Linked DNA regions of Danio rerio: region 1 is linked to region 2. Evidence: chromatin contacts called from public Hi-C data. All regions are on one chromosome and are shown on one strand. Each heading gives the region's core, a stretch centred on a gene start, on an enhancer-like site or on the middle of the called end of the contact. The rest is flanking DNA. Distances are from core to core; before and after follow the strand shown.

What was found. Hi-C and Micro-C count contacts between places; a contact is called where the count stands out from the background.
Region 1: a contact with region 2 is called in a Hi-C map of hematopoietic stem cells, with 5 times the contacts expected there. The contact joins the enhancer-like site here to the promoter of mdm4 in region 2. A contact is called at or near these places in 8 of 18 Hi-C or Micro-C datasets (caudal fin, embryo, hematopoietic stem cells and 2 more) and 2 of 4 datasets of contacts at active chromatin or transcription factors (caudal fin and embryo).

Annotation. Positions count from the first base shown.
Region 1 is chr11:25,291,921-25,297,777 of GRCz12tu, forward strand. No RefSeq gene overlaps it. Among named protein-coding and RNA genes, the nearest start is that of optc, 20 kb to the right of the region's middle. Within about 2 kb of position 2,416, at least 17 of the 62 cell types and tissues checked have an H3K27ac peak or open chromatin away from gene starts, as enhancers often do.
Region 2 is chr11:25,013,845-25,019,390 of GRCz12tu, forward strand. It overlaps mdm4 (MDM4 regulator of p53), which reads right to left and starts at 3,796. Exons shown (of 11, transcript NM_212732.2): 1 at 3,651-3,796; 2 at 3,037-3,119. The coding sequence starts at 3,105.

The sequences.
Region 1 (5,857 bases), core at 1,166-3,665, 280 kb after region 2:
TTTTACTACAGTAATATTTTATCAGGGTTTTCTGAACTTATTCCTCTGTCCTTTGTTCGAGCAAACATAAAAAAACGAAATGTCAGAGCATTTTGGCTCAGACTCACAATCGATGTACAGTGACACAGGTACAAATGATGAGTGTTTTCCTTCACCGCAGTGCACTCATAAAATGCAAAGAAAATGGCTTCAGAATTTATTTCCATCTTCATCCCTGTGCCACATTAAAGTGAACTACTGCAGCGGTGTGCTTTAATTCACAGCTTTCTTTCTTTTTTCTTTCTTTCTTTCTTTCTTTCTTTCTTTCTTTCTTTCTGTCCACAGAACATTCAGTTATTGATCGAACGCCCACTTCAGCCCCCCAGTGTTTCTGCTCGCCGTACAGCTATTTCTCTCTTTCACTGTTAATATTTCTTCTACTTTTACTTTTCATCTGTTTCTCCCCCTCCTGCTTCAGCACAAGCGTCACTCTCGCCTGCAGTAGAAACAATGCTTTGAAGTTTCAGTGGCTTCTCCTCTCTTTTGTCTTTACGCTGATTAGAGCTCAGCTGTCTATTATTAACACATTTTCAATTTGAGTTTGAAGGCTGCTGTGTGCATCTCTGATTCGGTCATTTAGAAGTAGGGAGAAAGGGATAAGATGTGTCGCCCCTTCATTACTGAAAAACTCAGAATGTTCTTCTATTGCTATTGTATTTATTGTGAAGGAATTTCTAATATTCTGTGAATATACTTTTTTTACCTTAACTGTAAAGTAACACTGCCCAAATGTTCTGGGAACAAGGAACAAGGAGTACTAGCTTGCACAAACAAATAGGTTACACACACACACACACACACACAATGTTTGCATGTAAAAGTACTTTTTAGTCAAAGTACATTTTATGTATGAGTCAATTTATCCAAATCTAAAAGTATTTATCATTTAATGCTGAAGAATCTCCAGGGTGAAACACAACAGAGTAACAACCATCAGCTGTACTGCATGCTACAGTAATAAATACCATAACAAATGTATTGTTCACTGTCGGTTATTTTTGTAAATTATTGTTTTATAATTTACTCAAAGTTAGTCTTGACACTCATTAGGCCCGTAGCCAGCCTGGTGAAAGAGGTAGTTCTTTTTTTTTCAAAAAGTGGACATTTTTGTAGTTATATGCCTCATTTTCTATTTGATTATGAAATTTAAATAGGCTTACTGCATGTTAGGGACATTTTAAGCACTATTATTAGCTGGATTAGCTTATAATAAATTTATTAAATATAAATATAAATATAAATGTATTATATCATATATCATTAGGAAAAAAAAAACAGGAATCTGTTTAAGTTTTAAATAAAAACTAGCCAATTGTCATTAATTAGGCAATTAACAAACTGGCCAGCGCATTCAACTTTTCTTTCAGAAATTTTTTTTAATAAAAAAAATTAGAATAATAATTAATAATAATGTAGAGCATAACAGTTTTTCTAGTCTCTCTTGTAAAAAAAATACATTTGAAAATTCATGGATAACAACCATAGCTAAAATAGTATTCAAATTAATTTTTAATATGGGTAATATATAGTGTTTAATTTATGTTGTTATTAAAAATGTCCAGTCAAAATGAAAATAAATCTAGAAAGTATATATCATACTTGGTGAATTTCTTATACAAAATGCAACAATATTTAAAACAATTATTAAAACAATTTCACTTCATTAAAAATTCAAATAAAACCAAAGCAAATTGTGATTAATTAATCTTTTAATTCGGGGAACTGTAGCCTCACAGCAAGAAGGTGGCTGTTTTGAGCCCCCGCTGGGCAAGTTGACAGTTTGCATGTTCTCCTCGTGTTTATGTGGGTTTCCTCTGGGTGCTCTGGTTTCACCCACAGTCCAAAGACATGCGCTATAGGTGAATTGGGTAGGCTAAATTGTTTGTAGTGTATGTTTGTATGTCTTGGTCCTCCAAGTTGGGGTCTGAGCATTGGGCTAACAACCCACCTCATAAAAATGAGATGTTACAAAACCCCAACATGGTGCGGCTAAAAATCAACTTTGATATAAACGGCCCTGGGAGTAAGTAAGAGCAAATAAGTAATCTTTTAATTAGCAATTTCATAAAAACCGCACTAAAACATAATCAACTTATTTCTTTACTCTTTGTCATTATCCTCATTAACATCTGACACGTTACCCCAATCTCCTCTACATCTAATCCAGAGGAGCAACCCTGCTCAATATCACACTTACAAGCTCCCTCTAAGATTCAGAAATCACAGCAAATGAGTGAGTCCGTCTGCATGTGGGAGGCAGGAGAGAGCATTTATGTGTGTGTGTGTGTGTGTGTGTGTGTGTGTGTGTGTGTGTGTGTAGTGTGTATGCTGTTCAGGCGGGGGCTCGACTCAATTATTCGATGGCTCTGGGCAGCTGAAAGGAGGATGGATGCGTGTTTTAAACATTCCTCTTGCCTTAGCCCCCCTCCTCACCTACACACACACATACACACACACAAACACAGCTGAAATACTCCCCCACAGCATATGCACCTATCCATGTCCCCTCCCTCAGCCGATTCATGTGGGAGGGAAGCCCGCAGGTCCTTTCAGTGATGAGATCAATGGATGAGCTCAGGCAGAATGCAAGGTCACCTTCATGGACCGAGTGCAGAATGGCAGAAAAACACAGAGACGGCAATGTAGAATCCCTGACATTAAAGCAGGTGCTCTCTCTCTTAGCCCTCATCGACGTGTTTTCACAATCACTGTTTTATTCCGTTGCTTTCTCATCTCAGACTCTCTTCCTTTTCATGTAGCAATTAGTCATTGAAAGTGTTGGGGGCTTCAAACACCCCTTTCCTAAACGCTTGTGGAGCCGTGGGGGAAAGGGATTGCATTCTCACTCGTCTCTATTCATCAAGTGAGTCACTGGTTGCCTGGAAGAGGTTAAAAAAGAGTCATATGCGACAGAGGATGATATAAGCCCTTGTGGAAGCAAACAACAATGGGAGGAACGCTTGGATGGTGGAAAAAGAAAAGGAGACGAGGAGGAGGTGGAGGAATGGTACTGATCATAAAGCTTGGCCGTATTGGGAGATTAGAGCGCTTTTAGCCTCTGTCTTTGTCACTTGCGCTTATTGATGGACTGCAGACCAGTGGTTGGGTTGAGAACCAAAAATGGGTCGTGGGATTGTTCTCATAGCACGGAATTTGAATGCAGTGGAAATGGTTTTCATATCATTTGTTCTTGACGCCAAAAGCTTTGAGTTGGGATTTAGAGACAAATTTGTCTCTCACTTAAGAAGTTACCAAAATTAGGCAGCATAGATTGTTGTTTGACAATGGTTAGGTTTTGTGCACAAACCATAAAAAAATTTATCTTTTAATTGTTGCAATTATTTATTCAAATATTTTAATAATTCATACAATAAAATAAATGAAGTTTGGCCAGAAACCATACACAAAAAAGAAATACACCAATTGAAGAGTTCACACTTAGCTGATGATTGATAATAAAGCATTTTTGGCATGCTGTCCAAGGAGAGAGCCCTGAGCTCAGAATATCCTTGAGCCCGGGGCTTCCTCCCATTTGAAGGGCGAGAGAAGAGTTTGAGCTCAGGTAGGTCTCAAGAACGTTTCTTCTTGTGAACTGCTGACATATATCTGACTAAGAGTTGCCTTATGGTGCAATTTTGAAGTAGCCAATTTACTTATGGTGTATGTCTTTGGATGGTGGGAGGAAATCGGAGAACCCGAGGAAAACCCACGTGAACACGGGGGAGTACATGCAAACTTCGCACAGAAACACTGACCGACTCAGAGAGGGCCGAACCAACGTTTCTATGTTTAACCAACCTTCTTGCTGTGAGGCAACAGTGCTACCCACTGGGTCGTCATTCTGCCCTATCAGAGAATAGGAGGAGTAGGGGTGGAAGGGCGATCTTCTGGATGACTGGAGTAGAAAGCTCTGGTAATTTATAGTGTGTCGGTATTCGTCTGATTGGTGCGAATGTACTGAGCTAATGTGGTACCAGTTGTGTTTAATCATAAGCATGTGATCCTCTCAAAATGAGTGTATAAATAAACCACACAAATTGTTGTATTATGCATGCCAGGCCAGTAGGTGGTAATGCCACATTCTTAGGAAACATTACATGCCTGATCATACATGGGCTGTTTCTCAATATGTCTTCTTCAGCGATCTTGTGTTCTCGTGTAACATCATCATCAACCGCCAAAGTTCAGTTCCAAAACTCAAGAGTCGCGTGAAAGTTCCCTAATGTGTTCTTGATGTCAAGGACTCATCGATGCAGACTTGAGGGCAAAAATCACTCGAGAAGTCCCAGAATTCATTGCGACTGGAGGTGGGAAACACACTATTTTGTATAGATTTCTTATTAATGTTCGGAGATATAAATTATTTGTCTCAAGAGTTTCCCTAAATGAGACACTGTAAGTAAACATCACCATGAAAACCTTAATAAAGGTATAAGCACATTGAGGGTTTTTATTTGCTGAAATTTGTATTAAAGCTAGTTTTATTTGTAACATGCAACGTATATTTGTAAGGTTTTATGCATAGTATATATTGTGAAAAGGGGGAAACAATAAATCGTTGTACATATGCTGTTATGTTTAAATAATTTTAAACACGTGAAGGTCATGAGACCATCAGGAAGAACCAGGGATGAATGCAGCATCTCAATTCCTACAGCATGCGTTCTGTGTTCTCGCGTTCTCCTGAGTTTGTTCTTTCGAGGTAACTTGACAAGACCAGTCTCCAAAAGAACACAAGTCTGTTCTCTGCGTTCATGGAATTGAGAAACAGCCATGGTTTTGTCATCTGCCATTGCTTGGTCAAGTATTTACACATAGATTGAACTAGAAATAAAATAAAAAAAAAGCATTTACATCATATCAATGTTTTCACAGAATCATGTTTTTGTGTTTACACAGATGCAATATTGCAGTTGCACTGTATCATTGGAAAAACACACAATCACACATCCCGCAATATTGTTGGAAACCCTTTTTTTGTTTGCCATTTTTAAAATTAGCACAATTAGTTCCCCAGATTGTTATTGTGTAAATGGACTACCAGAACTCATAAAACATTTCAGCAGTGCTGTATAAAAGCCCTGAAAAGAAACAAACACAAAACATTTTTAGCAATTAGTTGCTACACCATTGCTACTATCTGTAACTTGCTTACATATTTACTTAGAGCCGTTTATATTGAAGTTGATATTTAGCCGCACAATGTTGATGTTTCGTAACATCTAATTTTTACGAGATGGGTCAATGGTCCAACGTTCAAACCTCAACCTGCAGGACCAGGACATACACAGGTACACTATACAGACAATTTTAGCTTACCCAATTCACCTATAGCGCGTGTCTTTGGACTTGTGGGGGAAACTGGAGCACCCAGAGAAAACCCACGAAAACACGAGGAGAACATGTAAACTCCACATAGAAATACTAACCAAAACTGACACAGCAAGGGTTCGAACCAGCGACCTTCTTGTTGTAAGGTGACAGCGCTACCCACTGCACCACCATGCCGCCCATTATCTGTAACTACTGTATTCTATTACAAACCTTCTCATACAGTACAGAATATTCAGCAAATTTTCAACAAGCAAAAAAGTAAAAACAATTTGCAAACACAATCTGTATTAATCATTCATTCATTTTCTACCGCTTCTCCGGGGCCGGGACACGGGGGCAGCAGTATTAGGAGAGAACCCCAGACTTCCAGAGGCGTTCCCAGGCCAGCCAGATACAGATGGCTGAGCCACCACAGCTGACTTCTCTCGATGTGGAGGAGCAGCGGCTCTACTACAAGCTCCTCACTCTATCCATAAGGGTGCGC
Region 2 (5,546 bases), core at 2,546-5,045:
TAAATACTAGTATCGTGAAAAATATCTAGTAAAATAATGTACAGTCATCCTAGCAAAGATAAAAGAAATCAATTATCAGAAATGAATTATTAAATATGTTTTTTAAACTGTGTTTTAAGCATCTTTACTGTAAGAAAAAACTTTAGCTACAAAAGTAAAGAGCAAATAATCAAATAAGTGTTTGATTATTAATAAAAACAGGCGGCAGCAGGAATATGGCACGCTGTCACTTTAAGCCTAGTTCACACTACAGGATTTTAAACATCAGCAGATCGCTGTGCTGTTCACACTACATGACTTGACTTTGTGTCTTTTAATCTCTGTGGTGTTTACACTACGCAACACTCCTTGAACGATCCACAAGAGGGGGGTCACACACTACATGATCTGACAACAACTCATTCCCCAACAGCTCATTCAAGTTACCAAACCACAGCCAATGAAAATTTGAGGGAGGAGTCATCAGAAAAAGCTGAACATTATTGGCTGCTTGTGTGCTGATGACATCACTGACAGCATTTCAAGCTTTGGAGAAAGCATTTAAAAACATCGTCGTCAGGTTTCGGTTTAAACTAATGAAAATTATACATATACTGTGTTTGTATAGTGTTTTTAAATGTGATATTCACCAGTAAAATACACTGCAGTTTTGTCTGAAACTAATGTTACGGTTGTAGCCGTAAAGGTTGTATTTTTGCCTCTCGTTAGGGATGCGTAAATGGCGGTTATATCTGCGGTGTTGCGGATAAACCGCAGGTCGGGTAATAAAAAAATACATTATAACTAGCTAATTTCAGGTCGGTTGCGGGTAGGCTATATAGAGGGACATGGCAGTGGATCAGCGAAAAAGCAGAGAGTGGGCTTTGCAGAATGGGAAGAAATGAGACGCCCAATAATGAAGAGTAAACAATAAACAAGATTGCTTATTTCCACGACTGCAGCGCCTTGCAAAAAGAATCATTACTACATCACGCAGTGCAAGCGCACGCTCACTCACTGCAGCTGGCTGCGTTTCGGAGACGAGGCGGAGATGGCGCGGCCGCGTGGGGATATGAAAAGTGGAGAGCGCGCTTTTTCCTGGTTTTTGGTGTATTTTGCTGACATGATTATGATTTTCGTTGTTTTTGTTTAACTTTCGTTTGGTAAAATTATTTTGCATTACTTTTGCCCACTTTGAGACATTTAGTGAGTTTTGTTCATATCTCCTCAAGTTCACACTTTTCTCAGAGTGGTTAGGGAAGATGTCGTACGACTTACATTTTGCAAACACGTAAAAAATGTATTGTTAAAGACTTCAGGTAAGAGGTGAACGTCATCTTTATATTTATTTTATAGGGAAGAATGCGGCGCTGCGCGGAAGGACTTTTTTTCTTTTCATCAGTTTTCAGAGAGGTAAGAGGGGTTATTCATGAATTAGAATTGTTTTGTTATATTTTTTATTTTGTTTGGCTTCACTATTGTCCCCTTACTCGAGTTTAACTAAGTTTTGTTTGATACTTTGAATTTGCTAAACTTTATTATTTTTTATTAGTGTAAATGTTGTAGTGTAAATATCCTTAATGCAGCCTGTAGAGCAAGCTTCAAGTGTTCATTGGGATATGTTTGAGATTGTGTTGTCTGTCATACCTTTCCTCTGTCTTTTCGGGGGTTTTTTCTCGTAAGGCACGGCTTTCGAAATGACATGAGACTCTGCTGGGTAGTTGCCCTGGTTTACCAGCACTTGTTTAGGTCTGTAATTTCTTAGCATTTTCATAAGGGTGGTGTTGTTTTAAATGATGAAACAGGCTTGTGGTGTTGCCTGCTTTTGATGACACGAGTCGTCTTGCGCAGTTTTCAGTGCACGTTGCTGATTTGTGTCGGACAGCAAAAAACTAAGTAGCTCAAGACTGAGGTCTAGTGACGTTTCTTGTCAACAATGTCTGTGACTCTGACCTTTTTTACCTTATTTTCTTACACCTTTAAGTACAACTATGGCTGTAAACTTGTACAGCGTGCGGCATCCTGAAGGGCAAACTGCAAAATGCTTGCGCAATGTTACGCATAGTGCGTAAATATTATCGAGCAATTATCGAACTGTCATTATCGTTTTATCGAAAAAAATATATATCGCGATAATTATCGATATCGAATTATCGCCCAGCTCTAGTGTAACGCACACTGTCTGACTGATTTAATTTAAAGTCAGATAAGTCTGATGTTCTGATTGCCATTTACAAATGAATGGTCTTGGCTTTTTCACAGATTTACTGTACTGCACTGTTATTGTAGCAGGATGGAAACATCTGTTTAAAGGACTACTGGAATATAACTACAGTCAAACAATAGCATTTGTGCATTTTTTATATGGAAATAAGGTGGCATGCATTGTTTAAACATTATTTTGATTATCTGAAAGCATGACCCTATGTTCACAGTTTTATTTAAATAAACAAGTCAGATGATATTTTAAGATGTTATAGTTATACTCAAATTAAACGCATGTATTCTATTTTGAAAGTCAGAAAATAAAACTGGTTTCATGATTTGAGGTTACCCATTATAGCAAGAACTAAACTCTATAAATCTGTCATAATATTACGAAAAATATATATATTATTTTCTTGACTTTTTGTAACCTTTCAACAGAAAAAAGGGCTAGTTTGAGATCTGGTTCTATATTCTCTCAAATGCTACAATCTGCAATAAAATTTTAAAGAAATAGAGATTTGACATTTATCGTGAACATTATTGATATTGACTGATAAAAACAAATTTATCATGATAATTTATTGGCCATAATGCCCAGACCTAAGATTGACAACTGAGTCTCACTTGCATTTTTACGTAGGTTACAGTAAGTCAAAAATCAAAAAGGTCAATATTCACACTTCTGTTCTATTGGGCCCTATGTAAATAAAAACAGACGTTTTCCCCCTGTGCATAAGCTCCATATTCTCACTTAATCAATGTAAGGTTAAATCACAAATGTCAAAGCTGGTTGAAACTGATTGAAAGTTCATATAGCTTAACCGTGAGAAAGTCACAATTCTTGCTCACCTGAGTCCCTTCCCCTGGAAGAGTCCTGCATGACCCCGGTAACTGAGATGACGATGCCAATGAGGTCATAATTCACTCAAAAACTGGGGAGAAAAAACAACATTTATTTTCAGATCAACGCCAACGTCTGTTTTATTTGTGCAAACTAGGGCTGTGTTTCAATTCCAAGTAAACTGTCAATGCAGACAGCATTTCTGGACTTCACAGACGTTTTCTCGTTCGAATCGTGCTCAAAAACTCAAGAAAAACGCAATACGTGTCAATAATTTATAAAGTGCATGCAAGCACATGCTAAACATGCTTAAAATAAATAAATGCATTTATTTTCTTGATGACGTCACATTTTAGCCTTTAGCTAATGACATAACTTTCAATGCGCGTGAAATAGAACATGCTGGACACCAAAATGACTTTACTTACCATTCTCCTAGTTCTGGCATGTGGGTAATACGGTAAATTGTAATAACTGGTTGGATAAGTTTTAATCCATCGTGGTTGAAACGAGGATGCTAAGCTAACGTAGGCGAGCTATTAGCGCGCGACATTTAGAAGCTGTTAACATATAACTTCAAGTAAACCTCGCGTGAACGCGCAGGCAGTGTATTCACACTCACCGTGTTATCTGTAAACGATTACATGGTTTCCATTTATTAAGGATAAGCGTTTGTGTAAAGAAAGGGAGACGTGTGTGTGGGTATTTCTTGTAGAACAGTTGAAGTTGACGTAGTGTATGTCGTCACGTCAGCACGGTTGCCAGGTCTCGCGCAGTTCCCCTTTTCGAAATTTAAGAGTGTACCTAACGGGGGCGCTGTAAGTTGTGAGTCAGTAAGTTTTTCTCTCAATACCTCAGAACATACAGCAAAATCACTTTTTTTTGTAGACTGAAATGTATATAATCAGGAAAACTGTGTATGAACATGTGCTTCTGTGAAAACAGAAGCACATGATTAGATTACAGATTGCATTTATTTTTACCTAGATTACAGATATGAAGTTTGGTGTATCTAGCTACTGTATGTGCTGCTGAAATGGGGATTTATAGCTCAATGCTGGAAAAAAAAGAAAACTTTCCAATAATATGTGTAATTTAAATAATGATTAAGTCTAAATAAACAAATTCAATAAAAGCCAGAGAATAGGTTAATAAGTAGTAGTACAAAGTCTGGACCTGAAGAAAGCCTTTGACACAGACCACGGTTAATCACAGTATCTTACTAAATAAATGAAGAGTTCAAAATGTCAGCAGAAGCCTTACAGTGGTTTATGTCTTATTTGGGTAGGAGACAACAATGTGTGAGGGTCAATGGGTTCTATGCGTTCTAACAATATGGGAGTACCTCAAGGGTCTGTTGTTGGCCCATTGTTGTTTACAATGTACATAAAAGATCTTCCAGGCTGCTGCCCGGGGGTTAACTGCCAGTTATATACTGATGACACAGTCATCTATGTGTGTCCTAAAACATCTTGCTGGGCAGGTAAACAATGGAGGCTTTACAACATATTTCAAGATGGCTTGAGCTGTCTAATTTAACGTTGACTGTCAAGTAAACAGTTTCTATATGCTTCTCGGCCTGTAATGGATACAAGGTGCTGATTAAAATAAGGGTGTTAAAAAAGTAAATGAATTTAGGTATTTTGGCATAACTAGACATTCATTTAAATTTTGATAGTCATATTAAGCCAAGTCTAAACTGTTATTGTTTTATCAAGTTTTTAACATATCAAACTGCAAAATTATACTTGCACACAATGTTATTCTCTCACTTGACATATTGCATTACATCGTGGTCACAAGCTTCTTTGACTACATCAAAGCCTATTGAATTAATATATAAACAAGCAGTTACAATTATGGACTTATATGCGATGGCATCATTGTGATGTTTTATGTAAACATAACCATTTTAGTTTTGATGGTTTTATTAAATGTAATTATCTTAAATTGGTTTTTAAATTTTTAAATAATTGTGTTCCAGTGCTGTTTTCTGATTTAATCAGTAGGCATCAAACCTCTCACAGAGTCACACTAGCAACTGCTAATGGTGACTATTGCCAAAATGTAAGACCTCATTTGGTCAATCTGTTTTAAAGGGAGCCAAATTATGGAATGATTTACCTGTTAGCCTAAAATCAGAAAGTAATAGAAATATTTTAGTAGCGTTCTTAGAAAGTGGTTAAAAGCAAAACTGCAGTGTTTGCACAAATAGTTTACCATTGTTGGATCATGCCGCCTTTGCTTTTGCAATGCATTTATTATATCTTCATTTTGTCAAGTCTCCTGTGGATAGGTGTTGAGAATTAGCAAGTCTGCTAAAACACTTAAACAAATGCATTTGGTTGTCCAGTGCAATTGTGATGTTCATATCAAATAAATAAATAAATAAAATAAAAAAGGCGCATCAAGAATGGTGAAAGTCGCCATTTTCTAATTTTTTATATTGTCCATTGATGTTTAGTATCTCATCAGACACTTGCTACCTATATTGTATACATTACAAGGGTGAGGGAAG